Linked DNA regions of Mus musculus: region 1 is linked to region 2. The links are chromatin contacts, called in public Micro-C maps. All regions are on one chromosome and are shown on one strand. The core of a region is the stretch at or near the end of the contact, and the rest is flanking DNA. Distances in the headings are between cores, read along the strand shown. Region 1 holds the start of Sp4 (trans-acting transcription factor 4). Region 2 holds the start of Ncapg2 (non-SMC condensin II complex, subunit G2).

The links. Hi-C and Micro-C count contacts between places; a contact is called where the count stands out from the background.
Region 1: a Micro-C map of embryonic stem cells shows a contact between it and region 2, with 12 times the contacts expected there. The contact joins the promoter of Sp4 here to the promoter of Ncapg2 in region 2. A contact is called at or near these places in 1 of 39 promoter capture datasets (pre-B cells), 4 of 484 Hi-C or Micro-C datasets (LSK cells, cardiomyocytes, embryonic stem cells and 1 more) and 2 of 115 datasets of contacts at active chromatin or transcription factors (embryonic stem cells and thymic regulatory T cells).

Annotation. Positions count from the first base shown.
Region 1 is chr12:118,300,137-118,302,836 of GRCm38.p6, forward strand. Sp4 (trans-acting transcription factor 4) reads right to left here and starts at 1,304. Exons shown (of 6, transcript NM_009239.4): 1 at 1,091-1,304; 2 at 563-672; 3 at 1-56. The coding sequence starts at 1,097.
Region 2 is chr12:116,404,094-116,406,793 of GRCm38.p6, forward strand. Ncapg2 (non-SMC condensin II complex, subunit G2) reads left to right here and starts at 1,343. Exons shown (of 29, transcript NM_133762.4): 1 at 1,343-1,368; 2 at 1,609-1,784. It overlaps D430020J02Rik (RIKEN cDNA D430020J02 gene), which reads right to left and starts at 1,068. Exons shown (of 2, transcript NR_028421.1): 1 at 874-1,068; 2 at 1-550.

The DNA of each region.
Region 1 (2,700 bases), core at 54-2,553, 1.9 Mb after region 2:
GTCCCTATTTTGCTGCAAGTAGCTGCCAGTAAAGCCAGAGGAGAGGGCTGAGAGTCCTACCCAAAATGGGAGGGGAAAGGAGAGGGAGGGGAAAAAAGTGGGCGGATTTAGTGGAAGACAGCAGTCGGGAGGGGGTTATTTATTTTGAGAGCTCTAAGTATCAGAACACACTCAATAGGCAGCAGAATTAAAAAGGAAATATGAACAAAAGCAGGTGATAGAAGCTATATGAATAAAAAGGCAAGTCCTATTACATAAAGTTTAAATAAAAAGGAATTTTCTGGTAAACTTTCTTAAAGTGTTATTCTTCTAAACTCAAAATGCCCTTGGGAAAATAGACACCTTCTTCTAACAGTCTGAATTCCTGGTGTAATATAAACATCGTTATAGCCTCAACGATGGGAAATCTTCAAGAATTTACGATTTAAGTTCCTCACTCAGAAAGATGCTTTGAATGGATAAACATTTTTATTCTGTTCTTTACTTCTGGGTACTTAAAGAGCATAACTCCCTCTCTTCCCTAAAGCTTTGTGTTGAATTTTCTTTTAACGTTTGCTTTTACCTGGGAGCCTGAGGTTTTGGGTTTTTTATTGTTATTCTCTGGCTCAGAGGTTTTCCCTCCTTCTGTAGCCATCGCCGCTGCCGCCTCCTCCTCCTCCTCCTTCTTCTGATCTGCAACAACCCCCCACCACCACCAACACACACGACAACAGGTTATTAGGATTATTATTATTCGTTCTCCTCCCTTCTTCCCCCTCCCTCCTCTTGAACATTAATCTCCGTAAACCCGCGATCCGTGCACACCGGCAGGGGGTGGGGGAGAAGGAGGGTAGGGAGGAGGGGGCTCTCACGAAACGTGGTTTGAAACCCGACCCATAGGCTCCAGAGCAACACCCAGAAGGAGGTTGTTCTAGCTCAGACATTAAGACAAAACACAGCCCTCCTTCCCTCCCCCTGGTTCCCTCCCGCCCTCTCCTCCTCCCCTTCCAGCATCTCGGCGGCCCCGGGGGAGGGGGAAGCGAGCAGGGTCTGGGGAGGGAGGGACGAAGGGAGGCGGTGAAGGAGACCGAGGGGGGTGGAGAATACGTACCGCTCATCCCGCATTAACAGGACAAACCCTCTCAGAGACACTGGGATAGAGGTGGGTGGGGGTGGGGGCGAGGCGGGAGGAGAGGCCGGTCCCGCCCGCCCGCGGTGGCTCGGAGGAGGCTGTAGCTGGCACAGGCTCTGCCTCTTTTTCCGCGAATGGCCGCCGCTGGGCTGTGGCGTAGCAGCTCCTCTCTCCGCCCGAGCCCGGCTGACTCGCCCTTGATTGACAGCGGCGGCGCGCGGCGAGGGCGGCGGCGCGGGCCGGGGGGCGGAGCCAGGGCGGCGCGAGCGCGGCGACTCCCCACCCCCCTCGGCCTGCCTCCGCCGGCGCCGCCGACTCTCCACCCCTTCCCCCAGCGGATTGGCCGCCGACCTGCCGGGGCCGGGGCGCTGGGGCCGCCCTTTCTCCTCCCCTTTGCCCGGCTGGTGCTCGCTGCTGTTCGGCTTCTGCCTTCCCGGCCCGCGGAGCGTGCCCTCTCGGTGAGCTAGCTGCGGTTTGCTGCCGGCAGGCCCTCCATACAGCCAAACTTGTTGTCTCAGGATATCCCGCCCCCTACTCAGTTCCCGGCGCCCTCCACTCAAAAGCGCGCCGCAGCATCCTGCGAGGGGCCGCGGAAGGAAGACATGGAGCTAGGCTTAAGGGAGAGGAGCGGGGCGAGCGCGGGGAAGCGTGAGCTCCCTGCGATCCCGTGGTCTGAGTGGACTGCCAGCTGCCCCCTCGGCGTGAGCATGGCTTTTCCTAAGGCGCATCCGGACCCGGGCGCCCTTTTTCCCTGGCTCGGCTCTCATTGGATGAGGCCGCTGACGCACAGTGAGTCGTGGGAGGAGGCGGGCGGGCCTCTCCCGCAAAGGCTTTCGGGCCTCGTAGTTTTTGACGGCTATTCCGATTGAGGCACCGCCTTCCTCCCGCCCCCGAACGCGGCCTGGCTGCGGAGCCTAGAGCTGCCCGAGGGGGCGGTGGCAGCAGGGCGTGGCCGGGGCCGAGTGGGAGTTGAACCCCGCGCGGGGGGGAGGGAGAAATGGGTGTTGTTTGCCTGGGCCTATCGGCCGAGTGGGGCTGCCCGAACCGCCTCTGCCACCGCCCCCTCAGCTGAAAGCCGCTCCCCGCGGGGCGAGCTCACACCCGGAGCGCGCGGCGATTGAGCGGACCGAGGTGTTGGGAGGCGGGGTCTGGTGTCCTCGGGGTTTGAATGAAGCTGACTTGGGGTACATCCCCTTCGCCCTGCTTTCTTTGCTCACCTAGCTTGCCGGGGCCTCCGGTCTCAGCGCGAGGCCTGTGTTCCCACCGAGCAGGAGCTTCCATTTTATTTGTCGTATCTCTGGCTGGCTGCTGGTGCAGATTAGTGACTTGTCTTCTAGGGTGGCCACGAGTGCGCCTTAGAGTCTGCGTTCTTGGCGCGCTTCTCGCTCCTAGAGGTCTCACAAGGTTGTCCGGGCAAAGGAAAGCCTGGCTGCATGTGGGTCAGCTCTGGTCATGGTTTTAGCGTAAGCTTCTAGGCAAGTGGAATTCACAGCTAGCTGCGCAAAGCACTTTGTCAAATGCTCCTGAACCGGCCCCTAGCTTCTCTCCAAAGACATGAAATCAAGATACCAGGGACCGACCATATGAGC
Region 2 (2,700 bases), core at 93-2,592:
TAAGGACCACTTGCTGTGCTCTGGGCAGCAGTAGAATCCATAGCTTCTTACTAGATTAGGGGGAGTGCTTCTAGCAGCTGGAATTATCTGTTTGAGGCAGAAGGCTAGGTCTGGCCACCATGTCCCTGGCGGCGCTGTTTTGGAGGTGGTAAACAAGACCTGATCCGAATCAGGACCGAGAACTTGCCAAGTTAGAGTCAGAGGCTGGTGTGGGTTGTGGTTCTTTAGGCCCAGGGTGACTCCTGTGACCCAAGCGAAGCTTAAGAGGATTGTCAGTGGCTGCCACCATCCAGTTGTCTTCATCTTGGCTGGGTGCCTTTTTGACGTGGGAGGCATGGATCCAAGCAGCGATCCCGTCTACTTTTACTGCCGTGGGGGTGGTCAACAGCACCAGATACGGTCCTTTCCACCGGGGCTCAAGCGTGCCAGTGCGATGTCGTCTGACCAAGACTGAGTCTCCAACCTGGAACCCGTGAGGCACTGCTATGGTTCCCGGAGTGTAGGCTTCTCTGATCTGGTTGCAGATCTGTGTTTTAACAACCTCTAGGGCCTTTAGGTGAGCAAAAAGAGCAGAGGGTGAGGATGAGTCAGTGCCAAGATCCAATATCCCACCTGACTCAGTTAAGGGAGGCGGTCCCCCAAAGAGAATCTCATAAGGGGTAAGACCGAAATGTCCAGGAGTGTTTCGGACCCTGAGGAGCGCAAAGGGAAGGAGAGTCACCCAGTCCTTTCCGCCGGTCTCCATGACTAATTTAGTAAGGGTCTCTTTTAAAGTCCTACTCATTCTTTCTACCTGTCCTGAGCTCTGGGGCCTATAAGCACACTTAGAAACTTCCAATTAGTCCCCAATTGTGTGGCCAATTCCTGACTTACCTGGGCAACAAATGCGGGCCCATTGTCTGAGCCGATTACCTTAGGGATCCCGAACCGAGGCAGGATTTCTTCAAGAATCTTCTTGGTTACCACTTGAGCAGTCTCGGACTTGCTCTCCCTCCTCCGTCTGATATCAGCGTGACGTCTCACCGAGCAGCTGGCAAGGAACACAGAAGCAACAGCAGCGCTCCCAAGGAAGGTGGGTGTGTGTGGGCGGAGGGCGGGAAACACAGCCAGCAGCTCTGCGCCTGCGCATCCCGTGAGCGCGCTAAAGAGACTCCCGCCAGAGGCTCTGAGTCACGCCCAGGAGGCGGTGCTTGGGCCTTGGGGGCGGAGCCTGGCTGCAGAGCTGTGGGGGATATGGGCGTGGCCGGGACGGCGTCAGATCTCGTGAGAGCGGCGACTGGTGACGGGGTGGAGGGCGGGAGCGTCCGGGGTATACGCGGGTGTGTTTGAATCTGGTCCGAGCGCGGGAAACTATGGGTCTGTGGTGAGGTGAGCGCCGCGCGGTGAGTTGGGTGGGAGGTGAGTAGGACTCGGCGGCCGGCGACCGCGGCTGGGCGGCGGACACCGTCGCGGGTCTCACGTCCGCGGCCGCCATCGGTTTCGAGCGCTTGTGGAGCGGGAGGTGCTGCGGGAGGGCAGAGCGGGATCCCCCGGCTGACTGGGAAGGATCCCAGACCGAGAAGCGGGGCTCGCCAGGGAGGATCTCAGCCTGGAACCCGGGTTCACTAGGTAGGACCTCAGACTAGGACGACCCCGGGAGAGGGCCCGAGTGTGACTGGCGAGGACTCCGGAAAATGACCTGCGCACAGTAGGGAGGCTCTCAGGCAAGGACCTGATGCAGACTACGGAGGACCGGGGACGCAGACCTGAGTCTGACTAGAGAAGACCCCTGAGAAGGAGCCTGGGTGAGTAGGTAGTACCAAAGACCTGCACCCGGGTTGACTAGCGAGAACCCCAGCCCTGACCAGAGAATGACATGGAAGATCCTGGCACGGGGCTGGGGAGCTGACTAGGGAGGACAGCAGTGTTGACACTTAACTGGGGCCTGACGTGGTGGTGAAGACGCTGGATTTATTCTTGCACTGACATAAGGGAGGAACCCGAACCTATACCTAGGACTGATCTAGGGAGCAACTTAGTTATGAACTAAGGAAAGAGAAAAATCAAGATACGGAGTCACGGTTTGTAAGTAGCATATGTAGACATTATATGGCATACTAAGTTGCCAAAGACATGTACTTAAGTAAACAAAGTGACCATAATTAGTAAAGTGGTGATACTGGCAACCCACCTTTCCCTCTCCATTTTATTCATCACAAAAAAGTTATGGTTCACAATTCAGCCATTTGAATCGGGGAATGAAGTGGCTATATTTAAAATTTACTAATATGAGGAGTTGTCAAATTGAGGTTATTTTCTACTTTTATTCAATTTAGAATAGGAATGCATATTTATTGTGATTCACACTCTATAATTAATGCCAATAATTCTCCATATTGCTGTATTTCTAAAGGTATGAGAGATTTTCAAATTTATTCTTAAGATGAGAAGACCTGTTGCAAATATCATTTGTTGTAACTGTATTGTTAGGTTTTTGTTTTGAGTATGTCATCGTAGCACCAGGTGTAAAGGTAAAATAGGATGGCATTTTACCTGGGAGATCACATGTAGGAAGAAGAATGAGCAAGGTCCCCAGAGCTCTCATTATCCTGTAGGTGTGCAGAGGAGGGGAGGGTGCTGGAGTGGGGCACAGATGCACTGCCTAACAAGCTCCCAGGTGACCTCAGGGCTGTTTTTGTGGTTTTACTTCCAAGTCTCTCT